Regions from separate parts of the Mus musculus genome. Here region 1 is linked to region 2. The links are chromatin contacts, called in public promoter capture Hi-C maps. All regions are on one chromosome and are shown on one strand. The core of a region is the stretch at or near the end of the contact, and the rest is flanking DNA. Distances in the headings are between cores, read along the strand shown.

Region 1 (6,521 bases), core at 2,541-5,040, 270 kb before region 2:
TCTCCTGGTTAGAGTTGGAGGACCAGCCTAACCCAGGTCAGGGAATTTTGGAGGACACTTGACATAAACATGTTTGGGTCCGAGATGGGAAGAGGAAGCCATCCCCACTTCCAGAGCCAGTTTCTCAGTGAACAACTCACCAACATAATTAATGTACGTGACAAGAGATAAGGAAGAATCCATTTGCACAGCTCAACTACCACAGAAGAATATGTGCTATATACACACAAATATACGCACACAGATACTTGGAGAAAGCAGGGGATAAAAAAACTGCAAGCAAATTCTTTTCTGTGAGCTTGAAAAGCTTGTGTTTGTTGTTTGTCTGGTTTTGTTTTGTTTTGTTTTGTTTTGTTTTGTTTTGACAGAGTTTCTCTCTGTAGCCCTGGCTGTCCCAGAGCTCATAGAGTTAAAGGCCTGCGCCATGACTGCCTGGCTGCCTTATATCATTTTAAAGAGACCAGTTTAAGGCTGAGGATACAGCTCAGTGGCAGTGTTTGCCTAGTACCACAACAGTAAAATAAAGCATCATTCCTGTAGAAGAACCCACATCCTGGCAGCTTTTCCTCTTCATCTTCTCCCCATCCCCACCTTTCTCTACCAAGCCCTTAAGGTGTATTGTTGTGTTGTGTGGTTTGTTTAGTTGTTGTTATTGTTCAGTTGTTGTTGTTTGAACACAGAGTATTACATAACCCAGGCTGGCCTCAAACTTGCTATATTACAAGATGACCTTGAAATCCTGATCCTCCTGCTTCCACCTTCAAAAGAGTGTTGAGGTCACAGTCACCACCTCCAGTGTATATGGCGCTGGGGACTGGATCGGGGCTAATGCATGCTAATCAAGCACTCAACTGCGCTGCCTCTCCAGCCCTAAGGCCCCACTCTTCTCTTCTTTTTTACTTTTTTTTTTTTTGTTTGTTTTTGTTTTTGTTTTTTGTCTTTTTCGAGACAGGGTTTCTCCGTGTAGCCCTGGCTGGCCTGGAACTCACTCTGTAGACCAGGCTGGCCTCGAACTCAGAAATCCGCCTGCCTCTGCCTCCCAAGTGCTGGGATTAAAGGCGTGCGCCACCACGCCCGGCCCACTCTTCTTTTCTAACTTGGAATGTTTCTTTTTCCTTAAGACAATTTTAAGATTTGTTTGTTTGTTTGTTTGTTTAATGTGTATGAGTGTTTTGCCTACATCTATGCATGTGTACTGCAAACATGCTTGGTACTCATGGAGTTCAGAAAAGATTTTTGGATCCACTGGAATTGGAGTTTTGGATGGCTGTGCACCATGTGGGTCCTGGGAACTAAACCCAGGTCTTCTGCAAGAGTAACAAGTGCTCTCAACCACAGAGCCATCTCTTCTGTCCAAGACCCTATTCTTGAAGTCAACTTTCCTTCCGAAATACTTCCAGGAGCTCCATCCTACCCCATCCCACTCCAGGTGGGTACCTCTCCTTACTCTGCTCAAACAGCCACCAGTGCCATGAATTAAGTCAGTGCCACATACAATTCAGCACACCCATTATGGGTCTCTTTCAATCTTCTTGCTCACCCTGCCAGATAAGCACAACTTTTCAACTCTAGTTTTCAAAGGAGAAACCTGAGGCTTGGGGGCGGGGGGGGGGGGGGGCGGGGGGGGGCGGAATGGCGCAGCCAGGTCACAAGTGGGAAGCCATAGCAGCTAGTCTGCAGTCAGCATGTAACTACATGCTCTCTGAAGTACAAGAGAACCACAGGTTACCAGGCCCATGTTACCAGGCTTCGCTGAGCTCAGACTCGCTGGGCTGTGGGAGAATTAGTACCTGGAAGGGAGGATAATAGCTTCCCTCTGAGGATGGGGGAAATGAGGAGCTGGCACAGGCTTGGTCCATTCTTGTGTGTTCATAGATGTTATCTCTTACAATTGCTGAACAGAAAACCAAGAAGACATTAGGTGATTGGCACCCCCTTCACCACTTTCCCCGTAGCTAATGCCTTCTAATAGTCTCAGGCATGTTTCGCTGTCAATAACCTGGTAGATACATCTCCTAAGCTTTCCCGGTATCTATCTAGGATGCCATGTTTATTCCATTATCTATTCTTATTTTATATTATTTCATTTATTATGCTTAAGCACTGCTTATCAAAAATGCTTGGGACTAAAGGTGTTTTATATTTGTGTGTGCATGTGTGTTCTGTGAGCACCCATGCATGAGGAGAGGCCAGAGCAGGATGTCTGGTACCCCACTGCCTTAGTTTGTTTTCCAATACTGTGATAAACAGCATGACCAAAAGCAAACTGGGGAAGAAAAGATTAATTTCATTTTATATTTACAGGTAACAAATAGTGCATCACTGGGGGGAGTCAGGACAGGAGGAAACCACGGAGGAATGCTGCTTACTAGCTTGCTCCTCGTGACTCGCTCAGCTTACTTTTTTGTACAAACCAGGACCACCTGCCCATGCGTAGCACCACCCACAGGGCCTAGGCCCTCCTGGGTCAATCACCAATCAAGAAGACTCCCCTACAGGTCAATCTGATTTCTACAGGTCAACTGAGGTTTCTTCTCCCAGATGACTCTAACTTATGTCAAGCTGGCAAAAAATGAACCAGCACACCTGTTCATTACTGCGCCTGATTCCTTTGGGACGGGATCTCTCAGTGAATCTGGAGCTAGGCTAGCAGCCAGAAAGCCCCAGTAATCCTTTTATCTCTGATCCCAAGAGTCATGGTGTTACAAACACCTGGCTGTTTACATGGATGCTGGGAATTTGAACTCAGATCATCATACTTACATAACAAGCACTCTCTCCTCTCTCTCTCTCTCTCTCTCTCTCTCCCTCTCTTTCTCTCTCCCTCTCTCTCTCTCCCTCTCTCTTGCTCTCTTGCTCTCTCTCTCCCTCTCTTTCTCTCTCCCTCTCTCTTGCTCTCTTGCTCTCTCTCTCTCTCCCTCTCTCTCTCTCTCTCCCTCTCTCTCTCTCCCCCTCTCTCTCTCACTCTCTCTCTCTCTCTCTCTCCCTCTGTAGCCCAGGCTGCCTTCAAACTTATGATCCTCATGTCTCAGCCTCCCATGTGCTGGGATTGCAGGCATGTACCACCATGTGGACCCAGCAACTGGATTTTGATTTGTGCTGTATCATGTGTGTAATGTGTGACTCATCACAAGGTCAAGAACAGACTTCCACTTTTGCCATCATATTGGTGCTCAGAATATTTCAGACATTCGTGCATCTGGGATTTTGTGTTTTCTAGCAGAGGATGTGATCGCCAAGGATTAACTATGAGAACACTGAGAGGCGCTACCACCAGTCTCTGATTGCTTACCACCCACCACCCTCATTCTGCCAGCTCTGCCAGGAGCTGGGCTTGAGTGGGGGCAGGGAGTAACCTTGTATTCAGTTTCCAGGGTCCTGACAGGTAGAAGGAAACCCTGGAAGAAGGATACCTGGGCAGAAAGTTCCCACACCCATGTGAGACTGGGAAGCACCCAGTCAGTGGACTGAAGCATTCAGGAATGACTGCTGTCCTATAGCCTTCCTGCAGCCTCTTTGCTAGAAATCCCTGGGTAGTCCCAGCTGCCACAGAAAATTGGTGAGGGGTCAGGAGCAGCTTTCTAAAGATCCTTGATAGACCCAGGATGGAACGTGCCTTCTCCTGCCTCAGGGGAAGGAGTTTCTCCATAGCCCCTTGTAGGCTAAGCAGCTGCTCCCCCAGGTGGATCTCCTTTGCCCCTAGAGGCTACCACTTCCTGCCTGATGCATATAAAGATTTGGCCCCCCAAGTAGGATGATGGGGAAATCATAGAGACTGTTGTGGGTGTCTGTGCTGACAGACAGGGACCTCCATCATGGCCTGGGGTTGTTTTGTGGTCCTGCTTCTGCTGGCGGCAGCTCCCCTGAGATTGGGTCAGCGCCTGCATCTCGAGCCTGGCTTTGAATACAGCTATGACTGTGGGGTACGGGGCATGCAGCTGCTGGTGTTCCCTAGGCCAAACCAGACTGTCCAATTCAAGGTGCTGGGTGAGTGCTGGCAGACACCCTTCCCAATTTCCCATGCCTAGTCCCAAGCCCAGCCTGCTGCAAGGAGGGAGCTGCACCTCTTCCCGGGGGCAGGCGCTGGAGGAGAAGAGGCCAGTCACTCAAGAGGGCTGCAAGAACCAGCCTCTTGCCCATCACCACACAGAGACAGGACTCTCCTGTGCCCTGTGCACAACAATCACCTGTAGGAAAGACAGGCCCTGACTCCAAATGCTGGGCTCTCAACTTCCAGCTGCAAGCTTCGGGCCCACAAAACACCCTTGGGGGTGTGATTTAATGTAGAGAATAGGTGTGTGTGTGGGGGGGGGGGTTCTGTGTGATGATTTGAATCTCACTTTCAGAGCAGCATCTGCGAGGTGAGAAAGATGACCCCCTTCCCACACACACACTTGCCCTGTGCATGGAAAAAGAAGGGTGAGGGCAGCCCGGGGTGAGGTAGGATGGGGTGGGGTAGGGGTTCGGTGTTTGCTGTTCTGAAATAACAATGCAAGTGAGCAGGTGTCCCCAAATGAGACAGTTAAGATGACAAATAAGCTTCCTTCTTTCACTCTGCCCTCATTTCACTCCTATTGTGTTGGTCTGAGTCCTTGGGATTCCTAGATGCCTCAGCCAAGGTACGTGGTTAACTAAACTTAGGCTATAAGGTGTTCAGTCTGTGTCTGACACCCTGTGAACACTCCCTTATCCCAGCTACCAAGAGCCAACGACAGAAGTGAAAACCAAAACCAGAAAGGGAAAGACACTTGTCTAAGGCCACACAGCTGAGCTAGCAAGAAAAACTAGGTCTTGAAACAAGCCCGCCTCAAGAGCTTTTCAGAGGTTCCCAGCAGCCCTTTGCCCTCCAGCACCTGAGACTCCCTCCCCAATCTCCTCCCCCTACCCAGATGAATTTGGGAACCGGTTTGAGGTGAATAACTGCTCTATCTGCTACCACTGGGTGACCAGTGAGGCCCAGGAGCACACAGTATTCTCAGCTGATTACAAAGGCTGCCACGTTCTAGAGAAGGTAAGGAGAGTCACATGTGAGGACAGAGGGAGATTGTCCTAACTGCCCCTTATGACCAGAAAAGAATAGAGCCTATGAGGGGTGGGGAGTGGGTAGGTGACGGGTTAGATCCTGAGATACGCCACAAATCGGCTCCCTCTCCACCAGGGATGCTCAGTTTCCATTAACAGCAGCCAGCCTGGGTGGCAACCACTCCAGGACTGGGTGTAGTCAACAGCCAGGCACCATGCTCTGGCCTCCAGCCCAGCCCTCACGCTCACCTGAAGTGTCAGGTGGCCACACTCAGCTGCTCTCTATGGCTCTCTCATCTGCAGGATGGGCGGTTCCACCTGAGGGTGTTCATACAAGCCGTCCTACCCAATGGCCGTGTGGATATAGCACAAGATGTCACACTGATCTGTCCCAAACCAGACCACACCGTGACTCCGGACCCCTACCTGGCTCCACCCACCACACCTGAGCCTTTTACACCTCATGCTTTTGCCCTTCACCCCATCCCTGACCACACCTTGGCTGGGTCTGGCCACACTGGTCTCACTACGTTGTACCCAGAACAGAGCTTCATCCATCCAACTCCTGCTCCGCCATCCCTAGGACCTGGACCTGCTGGATCCACTGTACCTCACTCCCAATGGGGCACGCTGGAGCCCTGGGAATTGACTGAGCTGGATTCTGTAGGTATGTGGGCCTTCTCTGTGTACAGTCTGTGTCTTGGGACCTTTGAGCTCTAAACAGTCATTTCCTCACTGCTCTGTCACCAACCCTAGGTACCCATCTGCCCCAGGAGCGGTGCCAGGTAGCCTCCGGGCACATCCCATGCATGGTAAATGGAAGTTCCAAGGAAACCTGTCAGCAGGCTGGCTGCTGCTATGACAGTACCAAAGAAGAGCCCTGTTACTATGGCAACACAGGTATAACCTCTTATCCCAAGCACGCCCTTGGCATAGCAGGGGAAGTCTCCCTTCTATCTAGCTGAACTGCCTTGTATGCAGCCTAAGAGAACCCAGTTCCCAAGAAGATGCCACCGTCCTCAGATAGGAAGAGTGCCTGCCCCGGGGGCTGCTGGGTCCCTCCCCTTCTTACAGACCCTGACCTCACTCTGTAGCATTCAACCCTCTGTTCTGTCAGCTCCTAGGGCATTTGCTTAGGCCAACAATGGGAAGAACAATGTCCAGATCCCGTGACTCCCTAGTGGCTAAACATTGTCACCCGCAGAGCCCATCCCCTGTCCCTAAGGTAGAGAGACTTTGAATCCCAAAGGCCTGATCTACCTCTTGGACCTGCCTTTGTCCTAGTCACTCTCCAGTGTTTCAAAAGTGGCTACTTTACCTTGGTCATGTCACAAGAAACAGCCTTGACACATGGAGTCCTGCTAGACAATGTCCACCTGGCCTATGCCCCCAACGGATGCCCCCCTACCCAGAAGACAAGTGCTTTTGTGGTCTTCCATGTCCCTCTCACCCTCTGTGGAACAGCAATCCAGGTAGGAGTGGAACTTAGGCTGACAGTG
Region 2 (5,807 bases), core at 560-3,059:
AGCAGTGGAGAACACTTCTTGCTCCTGTAGGAGAATCAGGTTCAGTCCCCAGCTCCCACAGTGTACCTCACAGCCATCTGTAACTCCAGTTCCAGGGTATTTAACACTGTTGTCTGGCCTCTGAGGGCACCAGGCACATAAGTAGTGCATAGACACACATGTGAGCAAAACACCCATACAAATAAAAACATATCAATAAATCTTTTTAAAATAAATAACTAAAATGTCAAAATAATAAAGTACTTTTTTTTTTTGAGAAAGAGTCTAACTATGTAGCCCTACCTGTCCTGTCCTGGAACTCAACATGTAGACCAGGATGGCCTCAAACTCAAGAGATATGCTTGCTTGTCTTCCAAGTGCTGAGATTAGAGACATGTGGCACCATACCCAGTATACAATACACCTTTACAAGTAATTTTTAAGTTAAAATTTAAAAAGTGTCCACCATTGGAACCATCTAGACCTGAGTTCCACTATCTATGCATCTCCTAACAAGACTTTCGGCAAAGGGACATCACATCTCCAGGATCTTCTAACATGGGTGGAATCAGTGCCTGTCTTACCACATAAAATTGGAAGAATGCACACAAATTCCTCTCCTCCTCATGCTTAACATACAGGAAGAGCTAGATGAATGCTACTGGCATTCTCTGCGTCTCTGATCACACACCACCCCATCAGCAATTGTGGCCAGCTCTGGAGCTGTGTTTAAAGGTAGCCAGAGCATGGCAGCAACGGTTGGTAGACAAAGCCTGGAACAGACCACTGTTCAAACCCCAGCTCCACCAGCTTCCAGCCTCCATCTTTGAATCTACAGATCCAGGACCCACCCTGCATTTTCTGGGAGCCTCTGGTTAAGAAACAGGGGAAGGGCATCAAATCTGTGCCTGACACCCAGTGGGTGCCCAGAATTAAATTCACACAGGCAGCATCTGACACATGATTACTCTCCGAGGAGTGTAATCATGCCAGAAGCAAAAATACTCAAGAAGCCCAGGGCTTAATGAGGTTGCTCTCACCCAGATGTGGACACCTTTGTTGTGGTAATAAATATTTTGCCTGGAGAAAGCAGGCTCCTTGGGGAAGTTCCTGAGAGAGTTCTACCCTTCCCTTCCCAAATAGATGGACCCTGTTCTGCCCTGGCTCTCGCATGCACAGCAGATACCCTCCACAGCCATTGGCCAGAGCTTGGATGCTTCCAATGACCTTCTCAAACTCAATAGTTTTAGATTCAAAGCCTTGCATCAAGCTCCCTTCCAAGGAGAAGTTCATCTTCAACATCCAGTCTGTTCCCCTCCTTGACAACCCCCAAAGGTTAAGACAACATGCGGTGGTGAATCCCGGGTTGCTTACCAGACAGACACACACAGTACAGTTCTCCTCAGGAGGTGAAAACACATCCCCTTCGGCTCGGATAGCGCCACTGTGAAAGCAGCCTTTGAAAGACAAACAGGAGGTGGGGAACGTCAGCCTCCTCAAAGGACAGGAAACCAGGTCTCTTCTCTTTGAGGCGTAATACTTCTGGAACATTCTCTCACCACCCTGGATGTGCCAGCAGTGGCAGACATAGGTCCCTTGAACTGGGTGGTCCTAGGACTGCTGGGAAACAGCACAGGAGACAGATGCAAGAGTAGCTACAGTGGCTGTGAGGGTGTGCCTTGAAGTGTGTCCTGAGAAAGGGGCATTTCGTTCCCACCACACAGGAGACGCTATGTTCCGAACCTAGAGTTCTAGCTCCGTTTACCCAAGTAGCCCTGCCCACGTCACGATGCCTCTCTGTGACTCAGCTATTCTCACCATAATAGGGAAATATCACTATGTAGCCAGCAGGAGACCTGAAAGGATCCAAAATCTCGGTTATAAAGAGAACTCAGCTCTTTCCTTCAGGGCCCCATACATAGGTGGAACATGGTAGAAAACGGAAATGTAAGACAGCAATGTAGGCACTGCCTCGGCAGACCCTGGAAAGATTTTTGGTTTTATGGTGCTGCAGATTGAATTAGGACTTCCCTCACACATAGTAGGCAAGCCCCAGCCCCAGCCCCAGCCCCAGCCCCAGCCCCAGCCCCAGCCCCAGCCCCAGCCCCAGCCCCAGCCCCAGCCCCAGCCCCAGCCCCAGGCCCATAGCCCCAGCCCCAGCCTATGGGAGGAAAGTGAAATGATTGTCCTCCAGCAATGTAGGGTAGGTAGGACTGGGGAAGGAAGTCAACAGAATGCATGTGCACTGAAAGGAAGGAAGGAAGGAAGGAAGGAAGGAAGGAAAGGAAAGGAAAGGAAAGGAAAGGAAAGGAAAGGAAAGGAAAGGAAAGGAAAGGAAAGGAAAGGAAAGGAAAGGAAAGGAAAGGAAAGGAAAGGAGGAAGGAGGGAGGGAAGGATGAATAGAAGAGGAACAAAGGAGGGAGGGAGGAGGGAGGGAGAAAAGGAAGGAGGAAAGAATGAATGGAAGGAAGGAGGAAGGGGAGGAGGAAGAAGGAAGGAAAGAAGGCAGGCAGGCAGGATGGGCCAAGAAGAGCAGCCTGCTAGAAGGTTTTCCTTGAAGAGCTCTTCAGCATAGACAAATGGTTCTCAAAGTGAGATTCCAGATCAGCAGCAGCAGTGTAGTGTTGTATGTTCTCAGGCCCCACCCATGAACCTCCAAGTCAGATTTCCAGGTGACACCAAGAACTGATTGCAGGAGAAGTTGAATAATAAATAGCCCCTGGGCTGCAAAAGGCTAGAGGAAGAAAGAGCTCTTACCAGTGCAAGAGGGGCAGCACCCCCCATCTCTCGGGGGAACTGGGTGGGAACAGGTAGCGTCACACCTTACTCCTCCACAGGTCACCTCTCCATCCTGAATGCACAAACAGGAGTTGCAGTGGTGGGCAGAACCTAGACACTCCCCCAAGGCAGCCTGGGGACTTCACACCTACCTGGCACAAGCACTGAGAACATCCGGGCTGGTTCCAGCGGCTGCCTGATTCATACGTGGCTCCCAGGTGCCAACAGGAAGAGGACCCTGCTCCCAGCTTTGGGCTTTCAGGACCCCTAGGTGAGGAAGGGGTCCCTACAGCCCCCTGGAGGAGTGAGGGGGGTCCAAGGGTCCCCAGTGGGGAGGAACTTGGCACTGGAGTGGATATCAACTGTGTGGGAAAGAATGTGGGTAGGACCTGGGTGGTAGATGGCTGACTGATTGTTCTAACTCCAGTGGGGTATCCTGGGGCCCCTGGAGGAGGGCTGTGTCCTGGGGACAGGGCAGGCCGGCCTGCCTCAGGGAGGAGCAGGGACATCTTAGCAGGATGCTGTCGGGGCTGCAGGATGGCAGATGGGGCCAGAACGGCCTTCGGGAAAGCTGAAATGGAAGCACAGGGTCTCCTAAGGAAGGCAGCAGGGGCAGGAAGTGGGGTTCGAGAGGCCTAAACAGGTCCTCAGCCACATAAAGTAACAGGCTGTGACCTACTGAGGCCACAGCGACAGCCACAAGGGAAGAAGGCTGGGAAAACACTAATGGGCAAGAAAAGATCCTAAACCAGTAACAAGGAGGTCCGGCAGCCCAAGACTCAGCTGCCCTTCCTTCCTTAACAGCTATAAGGGAACACAAGTTTTCCTGAGGCTGGAAGGCCTTCAGGGTCCATCCTGGAAACAACTCTCCCCAACTGCTCTGGGCTGGGGTTTCATTGCGTCCCCTGCTTCCCATCTAGCTATGGCTTCCCTGCAGTGGAGCTAGGGCTCAGGATGAGGGCTCAGCGGAGGGTTCCCTGCAGTGGCACTGTCTGGTCACCTTGAGGGAGGAGGCTCCTGCCCACACGTAAAGACCTGGGAACTGAACCGGCATTTCCCCTACAGATGAACATCTACTGCACCTCGTCACAAAAACGGAGAATCCCCTTATGGCTGTTTTTTGTTTTTTCCTTTTTTTACCATTTGTAGGCAATAGCTGGCGACAGTGAAAAGGGAAAGGACTGCATAAAGAAGTTGAAGAATGGGGCTGGAGAGCCATCTCAGAGGTTAAGGGCACAGGCTTCTCTTGCAGAGGAGCTGGTTCTGTTCCCAGCAGTCACATGGTGACTCATACAATCCACAGCCCCAGTCCCAGGAGGTCACTTCTTGGCCCTTCTGGAGCATGTGGTACACATACAAACCAGCAGGCAAAACCCTTATAATATACATAAAATAAATCTTTCTAAAAGCCCCAACCCTTTTATTAAAAATAAAGGGAAAGAAAGAAAGAAGGAAGGAAAGAAAGAAAGAAAGAAAGAAAGAAAGAAAGAAAGAAAGAAAGAAAGAGAGAGAAAGAAAAGGAAAAAAAATCCAGGATGGAGAAATGGTTGCTATTGCAGAGGACCCAGGTTTGGTTCCAAGCACCCACATGATGCTGTAACCCCAGTTCTAGGGGATCTAACAACCTCTTCTGACTTCCACAGGCACCAGACACACACATATAAATAGGCAAAATACTCATATGCATAAACATTTTTTTTGTAAGTACATTTTTAAAATGTAAGGGAACAGGGAAAGCGAGAAAGAAAGCGGGGGGCATTGGTAGTGACAAACAAAAAGAACTGGAAAAAAGGCGGGATTTAAAGAACGAGTTTGGCAAAGAGGGGGCCTGTGGTTAGGGGGTGAGGTCTGGTACCTCAAGGGCAGAACCAAGATCTTTAAGATATGGTTTGGAGTCAGGAGAACAAGATCTATGGAGTGGGCTTTTGTGCTGAGAAGGCAGGACTAAGAGCTAGAGGGTAGGGCTAGGGCCTGGTGCTCACCTTCACAGGACACACGGTCAGATCGAAGCCTGAAACCAGGTCTACAGGTGCACAGGAAGCTGCCCACAGTGTTGTGGCAGGTGTGGTGACAGACTCTCCTCTCTTGTGGCCGCCGACACTCGTTGACATCTGTGGGAGAGCCTTGCTGCCTTACCTTGGCCATGGAGCCCTTTCTCATCCCCTTCCTGAATGCTGAAGACTGGGAGAGTTCAGCTGCAGAGCTCTAGAGTCCATCCAGGTACAAGATGTGACTCAGAAAGCTAGGGATGGAGTTGGTGTCTATTGGCAGTATTCTTGGGGGCTTCTTGCATCCAGGGGGTGGGGGTGCAGCTCGTCCCAGAACCATCAAGAGCTCAACCCTGGTGGGAAGCTGGTTTCCAAATCTTCTGCTGTCCGATATTCCTCTGTAAACAGTGTCTCAACACTCACTGCTGCGCAAAGCAGGTTCAAGACCAAATACTTAACCCACTAACTAGTACAAGGTCTTCTTCAAGCTCATGGGACCCCACTTTTGGTCATAGGGATTACCAAACATCTGGAAATTTCTAATGAGCTGAGAAAATTGGAGTCTCCTCCTAAACCAAAGACACCAAGAAAGTGGGTGAGCAGCGAGAAAGCCTTGATATGTACCTGGGAGAGAATCGAAGAGACTCTAATAGGTTGAAAGGGGAGATGGCCAGGGAAGGCCCAGCTTGAGGTCTTAAAGGCAGAAAGACACCAACCATGGGACGGGAATGCTCTGAACAAAGGCTCCACGGGACCGGAAGATCCAAATGTTGGTCTTCCTAGTTTCCAGACTGACCTGCCCACATTCCTGATTGGCGTCCTAAGTGCACCAGCCACAGGCGGAAGATCTCACCTATACAGGAGTGTCGGTTGCCGTGGAGGTGGAAGCCAGCGCGGCAGGAGCACTTATAGCTACCAATGCTGTTCTTACATCTCTGCTGGCAGGGTGTTCCCAGGCACTCGTCAGTGTCTGTGAGAGCAGAAGACAAAGCTAGCAGCCATCTCTCCACAGGACTTGGAATCCTCTCATCCCTCTCTCTCACCCAGCTCGGGGCCACTGGG

The links. Capture Hi-C pulls out chosen DNA fragments and counts their contacts.
Region 1: a promoter capture Hi-C map of adipose tissue shows a contact between it and region 2. A contact is called at or near these places in 17 of 39 promoter capture datasets (the 3T3-L1 cell line, 3T3-L1-derived adipocytes, the C10 cell line and 10 more), 2 of 484 Hi-C or Micro-C datasets (bone marrow-derived macrophages and embryonic stem cells), 6 of 130 datasets of targeted methods (embryonic forebrain, embryonic hindbrain, embryonic stem cells and 3 more) and 5 of 9 other capture datasets (adipose tissue, embryonic stem cells, liver and 2 more).

The regions. Positions count from the first base shown.
Region 1 is chr19:10,917,870-10,924,390 of GRCm38.p6, reverse strand. Zp1 (zona pellucida glycoprotein 1) reads left to right here and starts at 3,790. Exons shown (of 12, transcript NM_009580.2): 1 at 3,790-3,987; 2 at 4,890-5,011; 3 at 5,326-5,689; 4 at 5,779-5,922; 5 at 6,307-6,494. The coding sequence starts at 3,816.
Region 2 is chr19:10,644,055-10,649,861 of GRCm38.p6, reverse strand. 4930524O05Rik (RIKEN cDNA 4930524O05 gene) reads left to right here and starts at 1,809. Exons shown (of 3, transcript NR_045316.1): 1 at 1,809-1,926; 2 at 2,817-3,028; 3 at 3,907-4,168. Vwce (von Willebrand factor C and EGF domains) reads right to left here. Exons shown (of 20, transcript NM_027913.2): 6 at 5,599-5,715; 7 at 4,740-4,868; 8 at 2,910-3,328; 9 at 2,737-2,830; 10 at 1,354-1,436.